Regions from separate parts of the Mus musculus genome. Here region 2 is linked to region 1. The links are chromatin contacts, called in public HiChIP or PLAC-seq maps. All regions are on one chromosome and are shown on one strand. The core of a region is the stretch at or near the end of the contact, and the rest is flanking DNA. Distances in the headings are between cores, read along the strand shown. Region 1 overlaps Morrbid (myeloid RNA regulator of BCL2L11 induced cell death). Region 2 has its middle 3.4 kb from the start of Gm36154.

Region 1 (5,453 bases), core at 1,027-3,526:
TTCTCCTCCCCAGGGAAGACCATAAAGGGGGAAGGGAAAAGTCTCCATTCCACCACAGTAGCACTCACTTGCTGCACAAGGAGCCCGAGGGAGGCTGGACACAGCCAGCACCAAGCAAGGGCTTGATTCCTGTGGAAGATGCTTATTCTCTGACAACGAGCCTCCTAACTGATCAGAGCTGCTGAGGGGGTGGCTAGGGACACCCAGTGCCCCCTCCACCTGTCTTGGCATCTTTTGTCTCTCTCACTATGCTCAAAGCCTAAAGCCTTCCAACTATCTGAGTGTCATGATGAAAACAGTCTTTGGGGTTTTATGCTTTCACTCATAGACAGAGCCCTGAGTTCTCTGCCCTTGCTGCTTCTGGGCACTGAAATGGTGATTACGGGCATGCTCTTTGAAATCTGATCCAACTGTTTACCTTCATGTATAGGCTCTGCCAGCTACACGCTGTGTCATCTCAGGAAGGTTACCTCTCTCAGCTATGAAACAGAGTCATACTGGAACCTTCTTGTGGATTCTGTGACCGTGAAATGAGATGATTCACACATTGAACCTTGCGTGCAGCCTGCAGCCTAGCGTGGATGTGATCCTCAGGAAACCTGAGTGTGGGTGCTGGGTTTACCTTCCAAACCGTGAAGTCGCCACCGTCAGGGGCAGTCACTATTTTTTATGTCACCAAGATATCAGGGATACTATAACCACCCGGGGAATGCTAGGGAAATAAACACGGCAGCTCAATTCTAGTTTTAAAACCACTCTCCCCTCACCTCAAACTGTTATAGGTAAAATAATACCAACCAGTCACAACTTAGAACTTAGTTAAATACGACATTCCTGTTTCTGACTTATGGTATCATCCATAGGTTTCCAAAGCCAGCACCACACCAATGTTTTGCGGAGCCGCAGGTGTGCAGGAATATAGCACAGTGGTTGCATGCTTCTCAGTGTTAGCGAGGCCCTAGGCTCCACCCTCAGTACTGAAAAACAAAAAACCCCACAAACAAACAGAAAACCAAACCTCCTGTGCCTGGGCAAACTAGCACCCTTTTTTCCCCCTCATTATTCGAATAAAAACATCTTCAAATACAAAGCAGACAGCCCAAAGCTGATCTCTCCTTGGAAGACTGGAAACCAGGACCACGACATTTGTCCCAGGTACAAATGGATTTAAGCTGCAAGTTCCTGGGGCCTTTGCCGCCTACGAACTACCACATCCTTGGGACCTTCCCAGCCAGCTTCGGAGCACCCAGGAAACTGCAACTCTTGCTTCTGAGCCAGAGTCCAGCTGCATCCACACGGCCACACGCTCTGTAGTTATTCCGTTATCTTGCCATTAAGGAAAACCCACATGAATTCCACTGTGGCCATGAACAAGTTTAAGGTTACCAACGTCATCACCAGAGGCTCCGGACTGAAAGCTTTCATCAAAGAGGCCATGCTCTTCTAAGCCAGCGTGGTGTTCCCAATGTCTGACAAGTCAACGGATTTCAGAATGTTCAGAGAGAATTCGAAAAGGAGCTGAGACCTCCCACACACACGTGAAAACTCCAGTAGAGAGGTCATCCCCTCTTTCTACCAACAAGGACATGAACCCACAGCAAGCTAAAGACAGAGCGAAGGAAGTATAGATATAAAAGGCTTCCACTCTTCCACACCTATCAGGGGGATGGGTTCCATAGTGGAAAACCCTGTCCTCAGGGCAAATCAGTCCAGTAGCAAAAACACGCTGGCTTCATTTATATTACAAGAACTCACTTTGCCACCTGGAGACGTTATTCAGCAACGGTAACAGGATCTGTAAAACTGTCGGACTTTCACATTACTTCTGAGTGAAGATACCTTATCAGACACCAAGTAGGTAGAAAAGCCATTTATCGCACGGGAGAGCTGGATGTCCCCTCTTAATCTGTGGGCTTCAGCCACGGGGATTGGGAAGACTCCAGTTGACTGAAAAATGACTGGAGGAGAGAAGCCTTGCCTCACAGTGTCAAAAATAACTCAGCTGGGAGAGCATTCCACTGAAGATCAAAATGATTTGGCTCTCCTGGCAAAGGCTCACCCTGCCACACGCTGGGCCCCACCAATAGATTGCAATCTGAATCAGAAAAAAAGGACACCCCCCCCCCCCCATGCTTGTTCACAGAGCTCAGCAGCGGGCCTGTGGCCAGTAGGAGCACCAGGTGTTTTATCTGGTTTCGCACTGGTGCCCTGAGTCCCTGGGCCTCACCATCCCTAGGCCTCTGTAGGAGCCTAGAGGGGGCCTGGCTGCTGGGGTGGGGGGTGGGGGCAGCTGTGAGGAGAAACAAGGCCCCACCCACACAGGCTATGGTTTCAGTTTCACCCAGCCTCAAACACCATTATGCAAATGAGTCGGGCACCCCAGCTCACCTCCTCCTTCTCATCCTCACTCTTCATCCCAAAGTTGAGGAGGGAATGTGCCGGGGAGGCAGTATTTGCATCATATTTACTTTCAAATGCCCAGGTGCCATTGGCAGCAGATTCTCCTTTCAGAAGGGCAATCACGAATATAAAGTGGAGAATTAGTCCAAGTGTCAAGAGTGAAGCCCTGCGGCTAATGCCAAGCTTCTCACATAAATGGAGTGTCAACGACGTGCCTGGGCTGGGAAGGAGTGGGGCAGAAGGAAGAGGATACCCTCCATTTCAGAGGCTTATTGGCACTAGTCCAAGGGGAGCTGGGGCCCCCAAGAGTGGACAGACAGCCACAGGCTCTGCAGATCTGCACTGCAAATCTCCAGTCCCGTGGGCTTTGGGAAAACAATTCCTTGCTTCACATTCAAGGCACGTTCTAAAAGTAGGGAGGGCAATCATTTTGTCCGCATCACACACCTGCAGTTAATGCAAGTGATCCGAGGTGATATCCACTCAGACAAAAAACAAAATCTGCAGCCCAGAGTAGTGTTTGTAAGATTTGATTGAGGGCATGGAGGTGCAGAAGCGGGCTTTCCTGCATGACTGTGTCAAATGCTGGCTTGGGATTTTTCTTTCGAGAGTTTAGGACCAGAATAATTAGATTGTCAGCTCACACGACCTTGTGTGCCTGGCTACGAGATGCCCTAGGTTTCCCCTAGTGCTTCTCACGTCATTTTCTGGATAACAAACCTCTGTTCCCGTCAGGAACACTCTTCCTCAGCCCCTCTTACTACTCGGTTTCATTTTCAAGTGTTGGGTGTAACTCACAGCTGCAGGAGAGAAAGATGGCTCTCTCTGACTTAGCCTGAGTGCAAAGAAATTCCAGTCAGGTGGGCACATTTGAAAAGACAAAAACCTACAGAGACTCTTGACCAGCTCAGAAAGAGAGGGCTTATGCACGGGAGTGAGGTTTGTCTCTGTTAAGGATGCTGGAACCAATGCTTTGCAGAGGTCAGGCAACTTTGCCCTCAGAGATGGTTTACGATCTTCATACATGATTAGGTCCACAGGGCAAGCAGAACCACCAGGTGCTCTCAGTCTGCCCATACTCTGAGCCCTTAGAGTCTCAAATGGTTTCCTTTTCCTGATGTGTGCAAGGAGGCCTGTAGCTGCCAGGCCCCTCCTGCCTGTGTGGACAGACTGGCCTGGTAAGAGCTGGGGAGTGCAGTTTGGCTTTCACAGAGGTCCCACCGGACACCTTCTCACCACCTTTGGGTGGCACAGTCACTTTCTCTGACTTCCCGTGGCACACTGAGGATCCCTGGATCAGCCACAGCACATACTTAGTGTGTTCACAATATTCTTAGACGCAGCACCTCTTTCGGTCATCACAAATAAATGTCACAATCTAGGACATCTATAAAAACGGCCCCCTGCTTTATGCCAAGGCTCATAACTGATTAAGTGACTGTCAACAGCTTAGCCCTAAATGGAGCATAAGTGTTACCCTCTTCGAGGTCTGGGGAACACTGGAGAAGAAAGGGCAGGAAGAATGTAAGAGGCAGTCAATGAGGAGGGCTCCGTGAAACACTGTCTCTTCAACAAGATGTGGTCACTGCATTCATGAACTCTCCGCAACTCGGGTTACCTGAATAAGGCTGGGTACCCAACATTTCCTCACAGATAGGATGGTCATCTCAAGCCCTACTCATTCTTCTGGGGCTGTTGGTGATTAACGGTTTTTCTGTTTTTTTTGTTTTGTTTTGTTTTGTTTTGTTTTGTTTTGTTTTGTTTTAGTGCTGTGGCCACTAAGTTGTGATGCTCTAAGTCCCCCGTCTGTGCTCAAGCAAGCAACCTCCCCTAAACTCAGTGGTCCAAAACACTGCCCTCAAATGAATCTCTAGGAACTTAAATGTGTTTACACATGTGTATAAGTATATTTACCTGTATGTTAAATTTTATGTAAATAAATGTTGTTTCTTCAAGCCGCCAATCTTAGGATGCTATCAACTCCAGGGGTTTTAAACATTAGAGAATAAAATCAGTGAAGAGATGCTGAGAGAAACAACAAAATCTAGGATGACACAGTCTAGTGGAGAAAGTGTCCCCTGCCTGTGGGGACCAAAGCCATCCATCCTGAGTGGATGATTGGTATGAGTTTTTAAATGGAAGTTGGTAGAACATGCTCAGGAAAATGCACTTCTACATAAGCTAGAGAAAAGTAAAAGAACTTAGTTGCAAAGGGAAATAGGCCACCTCTGCTCTTGTTTTATACCCATGCATATTCTGTCTGTCACAGAGAACAGTGTTAATTCTGGGAAGACGACCACATTTGTCAGGCTTCTCCAGAGAGACAGGACCCACAGGAGATATACATGCATATGTGTGCATGAGAGAGAGATAGACAAACAGACACAGACAGTGATTTAGATTTAAAGGGCTGGTTTGCACAGTGGTGCGGATTCAAGCCCACATGAGAGAGCAGGTTACAGAGCAGGCTACAGAGCAGGTTACAGAGCAGGCTACAGAGCAGGCTACAGAGCAGGCTACAGAGCAGGCTACAGAGCAGGCTACAGAGCCATAGGAGTTGGTAATGCAGGAGCCACTCTTCCTGCGGTGTTGCATTAAATGCTGAGAATTCCCAGTCCTTTGGGGTTTAGGAAAACACAGTGGTGGGACATTGAGACTCTGGGGCATTTTTTTCTTGGAGGTTAGTCTTTCTACTGAAGGCCCCTAACTGATTGATCAAGGCCCATTGATATAAGTGGTAATCTCATCTTGCAAATTACCTCACAGCAATATCAAGACTAGCAGTGTGGGGTTAGGGGAAACAGGGGATGAGGCTGGAGAGATGGCTCAGCAATTAAGAGCACTTGTGCTCTTCGGAGGCTCTGGGTTCAACTCCCAGAACCACATGGAGGCTTATGGATTGTCTGTAACTCCAGTTCCAGGGCATCCAGTGTTCTCTTCCAGGCTCCATGGATACATACCTTACATACATGCAGGCAAAACATCCATACTTATAAAATAAACATTTAAAAAAAAAACCCACAGAGGGGCCCGCAAGGTAGCTCAGTGGGTAA
Region 2 (5,271 bases), core at 1,984-4,483, 67 kb after region 1:
CCTAAAGCCCTCAAGTGAAGAGTGATTTTATCTAAAATCAACTGCAATTTAAAGAAGGCTGGGGTTGTTCGTGGATCTTTGCGGCTTTTTAATTTTAAATTTAATTTTTTTAGTTTTCATCGCAGCAAGCTCTTTCCTCGTGCCTTTGCATGTTCTCAGCTAACCCTCATGCTGGGCTCCAGCTCTGGGTGCTATCTTTGTCTTGCTGTGGAACACACCCTTTTGTCTTGATGACTAGAACACAGAGAGGTGAAGATGACGCCCCCCCCCCCCCAGCCATGGCATACAAACCTAGACACATAAACACTGTATCCCAGCAGCTGGATGCGGCCAGTAACATTTGCTCAATTGCTCACTCTGTAGCATGGGAAATGATTCATGCTTTTGCCTCATCCTCTTGCACAGCTTTGAAATTATGTAATTTTTGTTGTTTTGCAACTAAGAAAATGTTGCATGGTTTTAAAAGTTTCAAATCCCAATTTTTCAAAAGTCCTGTAAAATCCCCAGTAGTTCGGGAGGCCTGTACTCCTTTCTCTGTCATTGCAAAGATCCCACCTCCCCAACACCAGGGAGCAAGGGTCCCTCTTGCGGTCCTGCTGGCCAGTCCCTAAAGGCTTCCCCAGTGGCCAGGCCTCCATGTGTCTGCAAACTGAGTGTACTTGGCCATTCATACTGGCTCCACTCAACCTCCATCGTTCCTTGTAGATCCTTTATGCACCAGCCAGATCTAAGTGTGACTATCACATTTAGTGCAGAGATCTCCCTCCACCCGGGGTCATAATGTAGTGCCCAGGATGGTGCCAGCAACCTTCTGGAACCTCATCTTCTACAGGTGTGGCAGGAGTTAAGGCAAGGGCTCTGCCTGGATGGCCAGCGCCCTGCACCTCATCATCGCTCTCCCATAACATATTCCAATTCTGGAAGTTTCTTGCGTTCCCTAAAATGTGCTTCAACTTGTGTTTAACGCTCAGCTTCATTTGCAAACTTCCGTGAACCATGAGAAACTCTGGAGTCCAAAAGGCTCCTGCCATTTAGGAAGCCATTCTCATTCTCTGTGCTTAACCAAACCAGGCTGCCAGGTGCAGAGTCTAGCTGAATAAATGGGCACCAGTGAGCATCACTATGGTGCCATGTCTCTTGTGAGACACAGGTGTGAGTTCCAGTCACCTGCTGTCTTCTCCTGCCTATACCCCTCTGTAGCGCTAGGCAGACAGCTGGAAGGACTGCCATAGAGGCTTAGAGTGCAGGGGCTTGGGGTCAAGTGGAGGTGGTGATGCAGGGTAAGTGATGGGGGCAAGAGAGCAGAAGTGGGGGGAAAGAGGAGGGAGGCAGACGTGCAGGGCAGAGGGCAAGGCTGAGGCTGAGGCTGAGGGGGTCTCTGAAGAAAGCACAGACAGCTCCAGCTAGCAGGTGTCCAGGAAATAGCTGACAGGGAGAGACCAGGAGGGCAAGGTCACGCCACAGTTGAGGGGATTTATGTGACTCTGGTGAGCCTTTGGCTAGGTCTGAGCCTGAGTGATGGATTCTATCATGGCAATCCAAACCTGGAGATGGGGCAGGAAAGACAAAGCCCCAGGCAAGTGTTCCCTTTCATGCAGGTCACTGGAGTGAGTTTTAACCCCATGACATCATCTCAATGGTCATCACCATGGTGTCAGCATCATCTGAGTGGGAGGAGAGTGTGATGTACAAATGTACACTGGCCCCTGACTGCCTTTTCCCTCCCGTCCTCCACCTCCCTCCAAACCTGGCAGACTCCTGACTTCCATATGATCATGTTTACACCTCTGAAAAGATCTTTCAGCAACAATGAATGAGTGAAAAGAAACATTGTAAACTGGGGCCTACTGTGAATGCCGTGAAATGTCCTCCTCTGACTCCTGTACTTAAATGCCTGCTTCCTAGTGGGTGATGCCGCCTTGTGGGTGGTTTATGGAACTCTTAGGGGATGTGACAGAGTTGAAGAAATTGGGGTATATTTAGGTTAAGCATATACATGTGTACGTGTGTGTTGGGCTTTATGCTAAGATCTTAGTGTGTTTTAGCTCACTGAAACCTGCTCAGTAGACAGCTTCAGAGAAAGCTCATCCCTCATACTTTGGAGAAGATAAGTCTCAATATTTTTCTCATTTTTCAGGTGAGGAAATTGAAGCACAGAATTATGAAGCCAGGCGAAAGATATATGTGTGCATTTATAATACATGTTTAATATATATTTACAACACATATGTGTTTATAATAATATACATATGTATATATATATATACATATATTGTATTAAGGGAGGTACTAAGTCAGCTTGTGTGAAGATAGCAATAACAGCAGAATCATCCCTGAGGGGCTAGGACAGCAGTCATTCGGTTTTGAGGCTGATTGTCCATTAGTCCCACAGTAGCTGTCTCCCACTGGAGAAGCCAGCACCCAGGAATTGCTCCATCCACAAGGTTGTGTGTCTCAGCAGTGCCAACCTGGCCCTGAAAACCTGGCAGATTCCTGGACCACAGTCATCAGTGGAAGTCTAGGAGCACTGGTTCTACTGTGAGGAAAGGAATCAGCAGCCTCAGGGTAAATCATCGCTGAAGCAAGAGGGGAGGCCAAGTGAATAAGGGCAGTAAGTGGGAGAGGGTCTTCCCCAAGCCACTCACACAATCAGGGCACATCTTCAGTTCAGACAGTTCCGGGGATTCTAATTTATGGAGAGTTGACACTAAAACCAACTGTAATGGGGGGGGGGGGGCGGGGGGCAGGGTATCCTCCTCCATCATACAAAATCCCTTGCTACTGCTGTGTCATAGAGGCATCAGGACTCCATGGGACCTGCATATGGAAGGGCTTGGGAGACCTCAGAGTGGTACACGCCACAGTTGCTGTCCCTGCCACAATTTTCTCTCGCGAACTGTGCCCTCAAACTGTAAGCCAAAACAAAGCCTCTTTCCTTCAGTTACTACTGATAGGTGTTCTGTTAATAATGAGAAACTGGTATGTCTGTATCCCTAGAGGATTACATGTAACTTTTGACAATGGCTGTGGCTTAAACTGACTTTACAAACAGTCTGGAAGCCGTAGACCAGATTGGTGAGATGCTAGTGACAGTTTCAGGCCCTCTGTACCTGCATGTCTGCTGAAGAGGGAGAGGATGTGGCTTTCACCCAGGAGATGCCACACCCAGTACTGAAGTCACATGGTACTGAGTGGCTCAGAGTTCCAGGGCTCCCAACAGGAAGTCGGCCTGAGAGAGTCTGGGAAAACATGTGTGCTGTGATCCCATGTGTACTCCAAGGGAAGGGCGCTGGCTGAGCAGAAGCCCATGGGAATTTCAGAGACGTTCCAACAGCAGGCCACAGAAGAATCAGAGTGTGGGAATGTGCTGAAAGGGGCACAGCCAAGGGCGTGGCAGGGGTGGGGAGGGGAGGGGAGGAGGAATAGAACCTACTGAAAAGGCTCAGAAAGACAAAGCCGCAGGAACTAAAAAGACTCCCCACAACCCTCCAAAGCCGACCTTAGATCCCCAGACTTCAACAAAGGCCTTACTTGTAATTCATAAAAGACAAAAATACCAGTTTGGGCAGGAAGGTGTGGAAAGAGAGAGATGAAGAAAGGTGGCCAGCCTTGCACTCTCACTTCCCATCCTCATGAATTTGAACCTTCTTTAACACACACACACACACACACACACACACACACACACACACCTTTGTGGATCAGGAGCTCTGAGTACTTGAGCATGTGGCCCAGGGTCCCCCAAACTTCTTGTCTTTTGGGTGGATATTTTTTCTTTCTCCTGGCAAGCCCAGCCCATAAGCTCTGAGATCTCGGGCAATAACAGTGAGAAGAAGACTGACTGCAGACTTACAGGGGCTGGAAAGAAGCAGGGTGGACAGGCCAGTGGCTCACCTGCTCACGGGCTCCTGGGAGACCCTGACATGGTAGGAGGGAAGCTGTCCCTTCTGAGAATCTGCAAGTCTCAGACTTTCACAAGCAGCAGAGATGTCAGTAGAGCTGGGACAAGCCAATGCATAGCCCTGAGATGCAGGTGGGTTGCCAAGCAAAACACAGGCTGCTGAGTTACATTTGAATTTCAGAAAGTCCATGGTGCTGAATGAGGACAAAAACTGCATAGTTAATAACCAAAAACATTAATGTGAGGCTAGTTAGCACTGTAATCCGCGAAAGCAGACTTAAGAAATCTTTCCACACATTTGTCCGCACTGTTCCCTGACCCTTAGAGAGGGAGGGTTGCTGTACAAGTCCCATTTGTGGCTAAGTACTCACAGTAGCCTGGTCTCAGCATTTGGAATAGCTGGGAGTCTCTACATTAACCACCATCTAGAAGAACAATACTAATAGATTCTCCCCTTGGGCTAGTGACATCTCTAGCCTTGGGTTTTGACAGTGTTTAAGCTACCAGGTATAACTTTTGTGAAGCAGGCCTCAAAGCCAATGAAGAGAACATCTGTTACCTTCATAAACAGTCTTGCCGCTATTGTACCGGTAAACATGTATCGCCTGATAGGTCAATATTATAACAATCAGGGTCCAGTAAATAAGAACATTGATTGCCCTACTCCCCAACAGCCTACACAACACTTTCCAGAACTACAACACTGACCAGGAGGAAACAGTTCCTGGTCAATTTAATATCAATTTGTTTGTGTCCTATAATCAGTGAAAGGGTCTTGTTATTTAGTTATAGTGGGGAACCAAGAGCCAAGACAACTGCCTATATTCTTTGGAAGCCTGTATTCGAGCCTCCCTGATCAATCATCCATGGGGAGGTGGTAACTTGTGCCTAGGGTCCAGATTTCCATGTAAGAACCTGTGTCTTTTTGGAACAGAATTGCTCACTTATGTTTGGTACCTCTGCTCAAACTCCTTTTTAAAGAAATGTATTTTTAACTAGTTTACAAACTAGTGGTGTCTCCTAACAGTTTTTCATACACCCTTAGTTAGGATTAATCCACTCTCTGCCCCTCCTTTCCCTAACTCTGCTCCCACCCCCTCACGAGTTTAGTGACCTTTTCAGGAACCTAGCTTCTGTGTCCTGGATTAGCCCCTATTTCCCCATTTTTCTACCTTTTCCCTTCTTTCAGCTCACTGAGAATCTTTGCATTCTTTTTCCGCGGAGTCTCGGAACAGAGATTATTTATTCGAAGTCTCCTCTCTCTTCTAACGCACGTATTTACTGCCGTAAATTTCCCTCTCAGAGTTCCATGAGTCCCACCCCTCCCCCCTTCTGATATCTGTGCCTTCTCATTTTTATTTAAAAGCAGT

The links. HiChIP or PLAC-seq counts read pairs in DNA pulled down with a chosen protein or histone mark.
Region 2: an H3K4me3 HiChIP or PLAC-seq map of the SCID.adh cell line shows a contact between it and region 1, with 10 read pairs. The contact joins two enhancer-like sites. A contact is called at or near these places in 1 of 15 datasets of contacts at CTCF or cohesin (CD8 T cells), 8 of 484 Hi-C or Micro-C datasets (the C3H10T1/2 cell line, ECoMG myeloid progenitors, bone marrow and 5 more), 6 of 115 datasets of contacts at active chromatin or transcription factors (CD8 T cells, the SCID.adh cell line, bone marrow-derived dendritic cells and 3 more) and 1 of 9 other capture datasets (bone marrow-derived macrophages).

The regions. Positions count from the first base shown.
Region 1 is chr2:128,401,070-128,406,522 of GRCm38.p6, forward strand. The region is part of intron 1 of Morrbid (myeloid RNA regulator of BCL2L11 induced cell death); the gene reads right to left. Among named protein-coding and RNA genes, the nearest start is that of Gm14010, 19 kb to the right of the region's middle. Within about 2 kb of position 2,277, at least 26 of the 459 cell types and tissues checked have an H3K27ac peak or open chromatin away from gene starts, as enhancers often do. A contact at or near this core is called in the SCID.adh cell line, where this site is marked.
Region 2 is chr2:128,467,323-128,472,593 of GRCm38.p6, forward strand. No RefSeq gene overlaps it. Among named protein-coding and RNA genes, the nearest start is that of Gm36154, 3.4 kb to the left of the region's middle. Within about 2 kb of position 3,234, at least 85 of the 459 cell types and tissues checked have an H3K27ac peak or open chromatin away from gene starts, as enhancers often do. A contact at or near this core is called in the SCID.adh cell line, where this site is marked.